4 separate regions of the Pan troglodytes genome follow, and regions 2, 3 and 4 are each linked to region 1. A link is a contact called in public Hi-C and HiChIP or PLAC-seq data. All regions are on one chromosome and are shown on one strand. Each heading gives the region's core, a stretch centred on a gene start, on an enhancer-like site or on the middle of the called end of the contact. The rest is flanking DNA. Distances are from core to core; before and after follow the strand shown.

What was found. A called contact is a pair of places that touch in the nucleus more often than the background predicts. HiChIP or PLAC-seq counts read pairs in DNA pulled down with a chosen protein or histone mark.
Region 2: a Hi-C map of stem cell-derived neural progenitor cells shows a contact between it and region 1, with 3 times the contacts expected there. The contact joins the enhancer-like site here to the promoter of SRL in region 1. A contact is called at or near these places in 2 of 7 Hi-C or Micro-C datasets (induced pluripotent stem cells and stem cell-derived neural progenitor cells) and 1 of 1 datasets of contacts at active chromatin or transcription factors (stem cell-derived excitatory neurons).
Region 3: an H3K4me3 HiChIP or PLAC-seq map of stem cell-derived excitatory neurons shows a contact between it and region 1, with 4 times the contacts expected there. The contact joins the promoter of ADCY9 here to the promoter of SRL in region 1. A contact is called at or near these places in 1 of 7 Hi-C or Micro-C datasets (stem cell-derived neural progenitor cells) and 1 of 1 datasets of contacts at active chromatin or transcription factors (stem cell-derived excitatory neurons).
Region 4: a contact with region 1 is called in an H3K4me3 HiChIP or PLAC-seq map of stem cell-derived excitatory neurons, with 2.1 times the contacts expected there. The contact joins the promoter of CORO7-PAM16 here to the promoter of SRL in region 1. A contact is called at or near these places in 2 of 7 Hi-C or Micro-C datasets (induced pluripotent stem cells and stem cell-derived neural progenitor cells) and 1 of 1 datasets of contacts at active chromatin or transcription factors (stem cell-derived excitatory neurons).

The regions. Positions count from the first base shown.
Region 1 is chr18:6,899,840-6,902,566 of NHGRI_mPanTro3-v2.0_pri, forward strand. SRL (sarcalumenin) reads right to left here and starts at 1,406. Exons shown (of 8, transcript XM_063797662.1): 1 at 1-1,406.
Region 2 is chr18:6,646,541-6,649,240 of NHGRI_mPanTro3-v2.0_pri, forward strand. The region is part of intron 3 of ADCY9 (adenylate cyclase 9); the gene reads right to left. Among named protein-coding and RNA genes, the nearest start is that of ADCY9, 110 kb to the right of the region's middle. Within about 2 kb of position 1,256, at least 4 of the 24 cell types and tissues checked have an H3K27ac peak or open chromatin away from gene starts, as enhancers often do. A contact at or near this core is called in stem cell-derived neural progenitor cells, where this site is marked.
Region 3 is chr18:6,761,088-6,763,946 of NHGRI_mPanTro3-v2.0_pri, forward strand. It overlaps ADCY9 (adenylate cyclase 9), which reads right to left and starts at 1,288. Exons shown (of 11, transcript XM_016929306.4): 1 at 1,155-1,288; 2 at 1-950. The coding sequence starts at 907.
Region 4 is chr18:7,063,568-7,066,267 of NHGRI_mPanTro3-v2.0_pri, forward strand. It overlaps CORO7-PAM16 (CORO7-PAM16 readthrough), which reads right to left and starts at 1,435. Exons shown (of 31, transcript NM_001347979.1): 1 at 1,276-1,435. The coding sequence starts at 1,335. CORO7 (coronin 7) reads right to left here and starts at 1,435. Exons shown (of 28, transcript NM_001347980.1): 1 at 1,276-1,435. The coding sequence starts at 1,335.

The DNA.
Region 1 (2,727 bases), core at 156-2,655:
CTTTGGGAGGCCGAGACGGGCAGATCACCTGAAGTCAGAAGTTTAAGACTAGACTGGCCAACATGGTGAAACCCGTCTCTACTAAAAATACAAAAAAATTAGCTGGGCGTGGTGGCGCACACCTGTAATCCCAAATAACTCGGGAGGCTGAGACAGAAGAATCACTTGAACCCGGGAGGCAGAGGTCCACTGCACTCCAGCATGGGTGACAAACCGAGGCTCTGTCTCAAAAACAAATAGAGATGAGGTCTTGCTATGTTGTCCAGGCTAGTCTAGAAATCCAGGGCTAAAGCCATCTTCCCCCTTCAGCCTCTCTAGTAGCTGAGACTACAGGTTAGAACCACCAACCCAGACTTCTCCCTGTACATTTCGATAATTATTTCAAAACTTAAAAATCTGAAAGAAAGCAAACTGCTTGATAGTGGCAGAAAGCAAGCATGAGGGGATTCTGGGGCTTGCTGGGGGTGTTGGCTACCTGGGTGTATGTTCAGTTTGTGAAAATTCACGGAGCGCCTAAGCTATGCACCCTCTTCTGAATGTGTTACCCAGTACTCCAATAAAAGGCTTTTGGCCCTGCAGAGGTGGCTCACGCCTGTAATCCCAGCACTTTGGGAGGCCAAGGCGGGCGGAGCACCTGAGGTCGCGAGTTCGAGACCAGCCTGACCAACATGGAGAAACCCCGTCTCTACTATAAGTACAAAATTAGCCGGGCGTGGTGGCGCATGCCTGCAATCCCAGCTACTCAGGAGGCTGAGGCGGAAGAATCGCTTGAACCCGGGAGGCGGGGGTTGCGGTGAGCCGAGATCGCGCCACTGCACTCCAGCCTGGTCAACATGAGCTAAATTACGTCTAAAAAAAAAAAAATTAAAACAGCCGAGCTGGAGGTGTGTGCCTGTAATCCCAGCTACTCAGGAGGCTGAGGCGGGAGGCTTGCTTGAGCCCGGAAGATGGAGGCTGCAGTGAGCCGAGATCGCGTCACTGCACTCCATCCTGGGCGACACAGCACGACTCTTTTAAAAACAGGTTTTGTTGAGTGCCGCATTGATCCGGTCCCTCCCACGCCCCCTGTGCTTCACAAAAACGTCAGGTCCGAGCTCCGGCGCGGCGGTCTCCTCCGGCGCGGCGGTCTCCTCCGCGGGTCTGGCCCGGGACTCGGCAGAAGGACGAGCAGCTCCTTGGGGCCGGCAGTCTCCCATCGCACTCAGATTGACACGGCAATGTTTCGGATACTTTGGGTAAAAATTAAATGTTTTACGAAAAGTCCTGTCACCCGTTTCTTGATTAGTTTTTACGGCGGCTTCCAGAACCTTTCGTCAGCGCGAGCTCAGTGCCCGGAGGCCGCCGTCACCTGCTCTCCGGTAAGGCCCTGGGCAGGCGGGCAGCGCGCTGAAGGAGTCCGGGAGCAGATCGTGCGTGAGAGCGCGCGCGCGCGCCAGGCGCGGGGGCGGGGCCAGACGTGCGTGCTGGCGGGAGCGCGCGCGCCATGGCCTGAGGCGTCTGGGAACATGCGCGGCGAGGGGACGGGCGGGGCGAGTCCGGGAAGGGGCGGGGCCGCAGCCGCGCCCCTGACTTCCACCGCCTGCGGGTGAGACCGCCTACCATCGCCCGGCGCGCTTGAGCATGCAAGGGGAGGTGGGATTCCCCTGGCCCGCCCCCAAGCCACGCCTCTGGCCTATGAGAACTGAGCTGTCCCGCAGGGACCGAGAGAGGAGCCTCCGCTTTCGCAGGGGCTGGGCGTTCCGGGCGCACTGCGCCCTCTGTTGATCCTCTTAGGAGCTGCGTGGGGACCGTCGGGCCTGCCGTTTCGCACCTGGCCGAAAGGGGTCGCTGTGCCGGGCCAGCTCCTATGTAACTTTAGCTGGATAATCTCAGCAAGAGAAAATTGGCTGCAGTGCAAAGAAGCCAGGCTCAAAAGGCTGAGTTATCCCATTTATATGACATGTCACAGGTAAGACTATAGCAACATAGATCAGTGGCTCCTAGGGGCTGGGTTGACCACCAAGAGGCATGGGGAGCATTGGAAATGAAGGAACTAATTCATATTTTTTTATTTTGCTTTGGTTTTATTATTTATCTATTTATTTATTTTTGAGACAGTTTCGCTCTTGTTGCCCAGGCTGGAGTGCAATGGCGCGATCTCGGCTCACCGCAACCTCCGCCTCCTGGGTTCAAGCGATTCTCGTGCCTTAGCCTCCCGAGTAGCTGGGATTACAGGCATGCGCCACCACGCCCAGTTAATTTTGTATTTTTAGTAGAGACAAGGTTTCTCCATGTTGGTCAGGCTGCTGTCGAACTCCCGACCTCAGGTGATCCGCCCACCTTGACCTCCCAAAGTGCTGGAATTACAGGCGTGAGCCACCGCACCCGGCATGTTTTATTTTTTTTTAATCATATCGTGATCATAGTGGTGGGTAGGAAACTACGCATTTGCGTGTAGGAAACACGCAAAACCAAATATCAGAAAGTGTGACTTCTACTAAATGTAACTACTTTCATTTTTTAAATTTTTTTTTTTTTTTTTTTTTTTTTTAAGATGGAGCGTCGCCCTGTCACCCAGGCTGGAGTGCAGTGGCACAATCTCAGCTCACTGCAACCTCCACCTCCCGGGTGCAAGTGATTCTCCTGCCTCAGCCCCACCAGTAGCTGGGACCACAGTTACTGGCATTCGCCACCATGCCAGGCTAATTTTTGTATTTTTAGTAGAGACGGGGTTCCACCATGTTGGCC
Region 2 (2,700 bases), core at 6-2,505, 250 kb before region 1:
CAGAGGTTGCAGTGAGCTCAGATTGTGCCACTGCACTCCAGCCTGGGCGACAGAGCAAGATTCCTCAGCTACCTTCTTTTTGAGGGATAATTTTCTAGATAAAAACTTTCAAACAAATGAAACAAAAGAAATCTTAGAGCTGGGTGTGGTGGCTTGCTTGAGCCCAGGAGTTTGAGATCAACCGGGCAATGTATCAAGACCCTATCTCTACAAAAGCTTTTTAAAAATTTTAGAAATTAGCTGGGCACAGTGGTGTGTGCCTGTAGTCCCAGCTACTCAGGAGGCTGAGGTGGGAGGGTCGCTTGAGCCCAGGAGGGAGAGGCTGCCATGAGCTATGGTCATGCCACTGTACTGCAGACTAGGTCATAAAGCAAGACCTTGTCTCTTTAAAAAAGAAAAAAGAAGCCGAGCGCAGTGGCTCACGCCTGTAATCCCAGCACTTTGGGAGGCCAACATGGGTGGATCACAAGGTCAGGAGATTGAGACCATCCTGGCCAACATGGTGAAACCCCGTGTCTACTAAAATACAAAAAATTAGCCTGGCGTGGTAGTGCACGCCTGTAGTTTCAGCTACTGGGGAGGCTGAGGCAGGGGAATCTCTTGAACCCGGGAGGTGGAGGTTGCAGTGAGCCGATATCGTGCCACTGCACTCCAGCCCAGGCAAAAGAGCAAAACTCTGTCTCAAAAAAAAAAAAAAAAAAAAGAAAGAAAGAAAGAAAAGAAAAGAAAAGAAAAAAAGAGAAATCCATCTACCCAATGGAGAGATTCTCATCTCAACATCCCCTTCTGAGCTGTAGTTAGAGGCCCCTTCCGTACCAGGAGGGTCCCACCATGCAATGGTGGGTGGGTTTGTTTCCCTCCCCTGACCTCCTACCCCCCAACCCCAATGGCAATTTTCCTTGAGTGATTCATTAGCTTAATTTTAATCTGGATTAAGACATTTCACAAACTGTTTTTTGCCAAGCACGGATGCCTCTGTGAAATGTTTCCCAGCCGGCTAAACAGCGTCTCCCCCTGCACAGCTGCAGGCATCTCCACCCCTGCTGAGAAGCCCTCCCTGGGAAGAGTATTTCCAACTCCAGGAAGCTCCAGGCATGGAAGCACCTCACTGCCTTGGGAGACAACTCTAGCGGCTGGCTCACAGGGAGCCGCACGGGCAGGCACGTTAGAGAAAAAGCAGTGTCATAATGACAGTAGCTACTATGACTTAGGAATGTCTATTGGCCAAGATCCTACCCGTGAACAAGTCGGGCCCCCATCCACACAATATCTGCAGTCTCGACTGTATGATCTCGTCCTTTGCAGCCACACTGTGAGGCAGCAATGATCATTCCGCAGACGGCCACAGACTCCAGGGCCCTGGGACCCGGACCACCGTCATATGGCTCTGGCCCCCTTTCCTGGCACAAGGAGGACCCAGGAATAATCCTGGCACCCTGCTCTCCTGGGCCTTGTTTCCCTAGAGTGACCTGAGCAGCCATGCCTGTCCTCCTGGTTCTTCCAAGCAGCACCCTGGGCCCTCCGGCATCAAGGGAAGTTTCAAGACTTCTAAGGTCCTCCCAGCAGCACGCCTGGCGGGCCAGGGAGTTTGCTGGCTGTTGCCTGGGTAACCTGAGATTCCCTGGAGAACACCCAAGAGCAAACTCTGCATTTTTCTGGATTATCTTTGCTCCTTCCCCCATGTGGACGTGGGCTTTGGAGGGAAGAGTGTAGCCATTTCTCTAACACACTTGGGCACATCTGCATTTGTTTTTAACACATTTCAGGACGTGCACCCTACATTCCGGTCAAAATATATGGCACAAAGCTATAAAATCGTTTTTTCTTCAAGGTTATTTCTCATCACAAGATAAATCATTTCTAAGCCAACAGCTGTCCCTTTTCAAAACTGTCAAGGGAGGGAGTGGGGAAACCTCTTTTCTCAGAAACGAGGAGGATACACCAGTAGAAGAGCCCTGGCTTTGCCTGCTTCGTCTTCTCAACACGACTGTCTTGCAAGATGTCGTGTTATCAGAAGCATCCTTTGCTCCCAAACTCAAAATGATGTTAACATGGTGAACAGAAATAGTCATGATATTGCAACCACAATAACCACAAACACAATTTCCTGAGGTGTTCTTTGAAACTCCTTGTATCTGCTTAGCCCTCGTAAGCAACCACGATGCAGGTAGTATGATCGGTTCCATTTTACAGATGAGGACACTGAGACAGAGCAGGCACTGGCCCAGAGCCACACAGTACGGTCGGAACCGCATAAAGAGGCGGTGAGCCCAGGCAGCAGAGCTCCTGGCCCCAACGATCTCCAGGTGAACGGGGCAGCCCGTCAGTGCGGCAGAGCCATGGGGCTAACTCTATGTTCCTGGCATTGCTGTTTAAGCTAACAGGTTAGGTACGGGCATAAGTACAAAATAGAGTATTTCTGCTAATGAAACATTAGAAAAAAATAGAAGCAGAATATTAGAAGAAAAGATAAGCAGTAATTATCACAGAAAAAGAAGTTTTCTTACATCCCCAAAGCAGTAAGAACAGACAGCAGATGGCCTGAGAATACTAGACAAGGCACCACATGAGCACACACGTGTAAAACTCACACACACAATCTCAGAGCCACACGGGGCGGAGTCGAAAAGTCCCTGGACCTCTCACTCAATCCCTCGGCCCTGAAGGACCACTGGGCTCAATAACCAGGCTGGTGATGAC
Region 3 (2,859 bases), core at 38-2,537, 140 kb before region 1:
GGGACATGACGAACAGGTGGACCCCGATGGCGTGGATGCAGCCGTGGAGCAGCGCCCTGCTCAGCAGCTCCCAGTGCAGGGCCCCGGCTCCGGGCGAGGGGAAGCAGGCTTCATCCCGGAAATGGTAGCCAAAGGTCTCGAAAAGGACAGAGTAGGCCACCCCCAGACACAAGCTCAGGTACAAAGGTAAGTGCATGACGGTATAGAGCAAAAAGAGCACTTCGATGCACATGGAGAAGCTCCCCACTTGAGATAAGCAAGTATCTGTGGGCCGGGCTGTGGCCGTAAGGTTGGAGCTGTCGCCGCGTCCTGAGACAGGCGTCAAGACCTGGAACTGCGCAGCCAGGGTCAGGGCGAACACCAGCAGGGTGAGAGCCAGCGAGGTCCACGCGTAATGCCGGGCGTACAGCTTGGTGAAGGTAAACAGAAAGAAGCCCACACACACCAGGAGGAAGCACAGCGCGGGGGCGACCATGACGATCAGTCTGGATCTCATGTGGACCGCAAAATAGATGCTCCACAGAAGGCAGGCGAAGCCGATGTAGAAGAGCGCATATCGGAACCGGCGCTGGGTCTGCGGGAAGCAGCGCTCCAGGCAGGCCTCCTCCAGGTTCACCGAGTCGAACTTGGGGTCCCACCAGCGGCTGGAGGCCCTCTCGAACAGCTGGGGCAGCTTCTTCTGCCTGCGCAGCCGGCCTCCGCCGCCCACTCGCCGGGGGACGCCCCCGGAGTCCCCAGAGCTGCTGCAGCTAGAGGAGATGCTGTATTTGCAGTGCTTGGGGTGGCTGTTGGAGGACAGCTGCTTGGGGTTGATCTTGACGCGCACGCTGTTGCTGTCCCCGCTGGAGTCGCAGCTCACCTCGGTGCTGTGGTGATGCAGCAGCTGCTGGTGGGGCGGGGAAGCCATGTTGTCGAGTCCCGGGGCCTGCCCCGGCCGGGGTCACCAGTACCTGCCAGCAAAACGGGGAGAGTTAGCGGCGCTCCCACCTAGGCACGCACGCCTAGAGGCCCGGGACCTGCTCCTGTCCTAAGGGGCGGCTCCAGCACGCGACCTGGACAGGCACCATCTGTTCCTGTGGTTCCCGGCTCAGCGGTGCTCCCACCGCCCCCACCGCCCCCACCTTCGAGGCGCACGAGAACCGCTCGGGACGGACCTAGAACGCCCGGGGGTCCCCGCCGCGTGGCCGCGTGGCTCCGGGACCGCTTTGCTCGCTCGCCTTCCGCGCCTCTCGCCCCGAGGGTGGCCTCCGCGCCGCGCGGCTTCTCCTCCTCGCGCGCTCGCCTCCTCCAGCTGCGGCTCCGGAGGGAAGTTCAGACCTTGAGCGCTCCCAGCCCCGCGAGCCGCCTGCGCACAAACAACTCCGCTGGCGGCGCGGAGCCCTCCATCCTGCAGGAGCCGCGCTCCGATGCGTCAAAGGCGGCGCGCGGCCGGCCCCGGCCCCGACCCCGACCCCGACCCGGAGCAGCGAGCTTCGGCGGGCGCCCCCGGCCCGCGCTCCCCGGCCGCCCCCCGCGCTCCGGGCCGGCCCTGCCCGCGGCGGCGGGCGCTGGGGGTGGGGGCGCCCCGGGCTGCGAGTGCGGAGCCCGTCGGCGCGGCCCGTCTAGCGGGGCCTGCTTCCCCCCGAGTGCGCCGCCGCTCCCGCCGCGGCCGCAGCTGTCCCGGGACCGAGCGCGTGGAACCACGGACGCGGGCCCCTCACCGGGCGGCGGTGCAGACGCTGCCGCAGAGCCGGGCTCCCGCGACGCCGGCCGGGACGCCCGCCCGCCCGCGCCCACGCCGGGGGCCGCCTCCCCGAGCTAGAGATGCGGCCGCCGCCGCGCCCGCCGCCGTGTCCCCCGCGGCCGCTGCCTCATGTCGGAAGAGCTGCCGCCGCCACCATCTCCGGCCCCCGCCCCGCCCGCTGTCACTGACAGACGCGCGCCCGCGCCGCCCCTCGCCCAGCCGCAGCGCGCACGCGCGGCCCGCGCACGCCGCCGCCGCCTCCTGGCCCCGGACACGCGCACGGGCCGCGCGCCGCCCCGCCTTGGTGCGCGCGCTAGGCTGGGGCTGGGGCTGCGGGGCGGGGCGGGGCGGGGCGCGCACTCGGCTCCGCCCTCCGCCCCGGGCGGCGCCGCTTCTAGGCGGCGGGCTGTGGCCACTGTCCGCGCTCCGGGCGCTGTGGGCCCGGCCTCTCTCGGCGCCCCAGAGGCCGCGCGCCGCCCGGGGTCCCGACCCTGCGGAGAGACCTGAAGGCGCCTGCCGTGGAAGGAGCCGCTGGCCGCAACGTTTGAGAAATCAAAATGTTGCCTTCCCACTCGGCACGCCTTTGGGATAAATCGAAGTTTCCAACCGTTGGATTTCCCTCCCGGGAGGCTCCCCTTGCTCTGTAAGCAATGAATGCGGGCCCCGGGGCACTCGGCCTGCCCTGGACCTGCTCACGGGGCGACCTTCGCGGGCCAAACCTCCAAAGCTGGGCCCACCGACGACCACGTTCCCCCGCCCCAGGGGTAGTTTACCTTGCTGTCCTTGAGCCCTTCTCATCCTCCTCATGAACTATTGCTTTTCCTTTTACACAAATGAGACTTTCAAAGGAGTCCGCGTCCTATAATGGCAGTTGTGCATTGGCCTCCATAAACATTGCCACGTGTAAATAAAATCCTATTCTCTCTAGCATGCAGATCCCGACCCCTTCTCCCCACACTCCACAGTGCCTCCTGCCAGTCACGGGGCTCTCTTCCATCCCCTCCCTCGCCTCCCAGGCCCAGCGCCCCTGTTGAATTAGAAAATAAAAGTAAAATGTGATCTGTCCATGCAATGGAATATTACTCGGCTACAAAAAGGAATGGAGCACCGATGCATGCTGCAGTGTGGAGGAACCC
Region 4 (2,700 bases), core at 185-2,684, 160 kb after region 1:
TGCATTCAGAATAAAACCCAACTTCTTCCGGTGGCCCTTGGGTTCTGCAGGACCACTCTGGACTCATCTGTCACCATACTGCCCCGGCCATCCCCTCCGTCCACTCATGCTCACTTTCCATTTCTCCACCAGGCTGTTTCTCAATTCTCACCCTTCTGGCCTCAGCTAAAATGCCATCTACTCCAGGCAGCCTTTCCTGACCACGCTACTGAGACTGGCCCCCTCCATTCTCCATCCCAGTCCCTCATGTGTGTTCTTCAATGTCGTTATGAAAACCTCCAATGCTCTTGTTTGTCTGCTTGCTGTCTCCCTCATGAGGCTACAGGTGCCACAGGGGAAGGAAAATGCCGTTGTGTTCACCGGGATGTCTCCAGCAGCTTAGCACAGCATAAAGTGGAAGCAGAGGAAATATAGTCCAGACTACAAAAACGGAACCTCTACCCAGACTGCCCTGACTTGCTCTGGGACCCTGATGGGGTCACTTGAGGTCAACTCCTAGGCCCAGTTATCGGAGGACACTCCCAGGCCTTACAAATAACACGGAAAGCGGAAGAGCAGAGCTGACATCGTTTCCAAGGCGCACCCCTCATCAGTCCTCCTGCCGTTTCGGGGGTCCGAAGGGTCTCCCGGCACCTGGCTCAGCAATTCTTTGGGGCTCCACCTGCTCAGGCTTCCCCAGGCCCCACCCAGCCGTGGCAGCATCACCGAGATAAAGGAAGAGCTTGCGCCAGCAGCGAGAGGAGGAAGCACCGGCGGAAACCCGAGGGAGGGGCGCGTGCGGCCGAGGGGCTCCCTCCCCACCACTGACACACTCGGGCTCGCCGGGGCCAGAGGAGAGAGGGGCGTCTCCCCACAGCCCAGCCAGGGGCAGGGGCGACCCGGGGCGGCAGGGAGGAGGAGCCAGGCGCCGGCAGCGCCCCGAGCCCCGGCTCCCGGCGAGGCCGACCGGAAGCTGGGAAGGCAGGCGGCCTCGCAGGCCTGGGCCCCGGCTAGGAGGGCTGCGCCGCCTCGGGGGTCCCGGGGCGAGGTGGGCGAGGCGGGCAGACCGCCAGGGTCACCGAGCGCCAGAGCGAGTCACGGGAGTGCCGGACTCTGCCCTCCGGCGGCGACGAAACGGCCCGGACGCCGGGGCCCTGGCCTGAAGGGGGTTCCTCGGGGATGGAGGTCTCGGGGGTCCAGACGGCCCTGGGGGGCACCCCTGTGGGGTCCGGGCAGGGGGAGGGGCAGCCGGACGGGGCCTGAGGCGACAGCGCCCGGTCCTCGGGCCGGACTCACCTCGCGGCGGGGCGGCCGAGCCTCGGTGTGCCGGAACTTGGACACCCTGAAGCGGTTCATGGCGACGGGCACGGCGGCGGACGCGTCTTCGAGGACCCCGGGCGTCGGGTCTCAGGTGCACGCTGAGCAACCGCGACTCCCGCTGCCTCGGCCCCACCCAGGACCCAATGCCGCGGTCACGCCCCCCGGCACGCCCCACTGCCAATCGCAGCCGTCTCCGGCCCCCTGGGCCACGCCCCCAAGCCCCTCTCCTTTCGCGCGCGCACCACCGGTCCCGCCTCCCGGCCAATCCAGGTACGGCCGCCCCGCGAGGCCACGCCCTGATACCGAGGGGACGGACTGGCGCGGGTGGGAGGTCACGTGAGGCGCAGCTGTCAGCCCACGTCTCCTGCGGTGCTTGCTTGCGTGGGGTCTGGGCTGCAGCATTCGCGATTTTGTGTGCAGGATTTGCTGTGGAGTCTTTGCGGTGTACCTAGCACGCCTTCCAGCACTATCTACCTCTTCCTGTAGAGAGGGGAGAAATTAGCTCCATTTCAGAGACAGGAAACCCCCGGCTAAAGGAGAGTGTAAACTGTCGGTCCCCAGGTCACACCAGTGGTAAGAGGCAGAGGGGGAACACGGGCCCAGGTCTAAAGCAAATCCCTGTCCACCGGGCCTACTCAAAAGCCTCTGCATCGGGCCAGGCGCTCTGCATCCGGCCAAGCGCGGTGGCTCAGGTCTGTAATCCCGAACTTTGGGAGACTGAGGCAGGAGTATCCCTTGAGCCCAAGAGGTCGAGGCTGCAGTTATCTGTGATCGCGCCACTGCACTCCAGCCTGGGAGACAGAAAGAGACCCTGCCTCTAAAAATAATAATAATAATAGCTTTTAATTTTTCTTTAGTATTTATTCATTTATTTGACACGGAGTCCCTGTCACCCAGGCTGGAGTGCAGTGGCGCGATCTCGGCTCACTGCACCCTCTGCCTCGCGGGTTCAAGCAATTCTCTTGCCTCAGCCTCCCGAATAGCTGGGATTACAGGCGCCTGCCACCGCGCCCAACTAATTTTTTATTTTTAGTAAGAGACGGGGTTTCACCATGTTGGTCAGGCTGGTCTCGAACGAGACTCAAGCAGTCCTCCCAACTTGGCCTGCCAAAGTGTGGGGATTATAGGAATGAGCCAACGCACCCAGCTGATTCTTGCATTTCTAAGGTTTGAAAAGCAATGCTTACATTTTATCTTAGTTCGGGCAGAAGTATATTTACTGTGAACCAAAGTCACTTGTGGTTTATTGAAAAGGCTTTTTGTTTGTTTGTTTTGAGACAGAGTCTCACTCTGTTGCCCAGGCTGGAGTGCAGTGGTGTCATCTCAGCTCACTGCAACCTCCACCTCCTGAGTTCAAGCGATTCTCCTGCCTCAGCCTCCCAAGCAGCTGGGATTACAGGT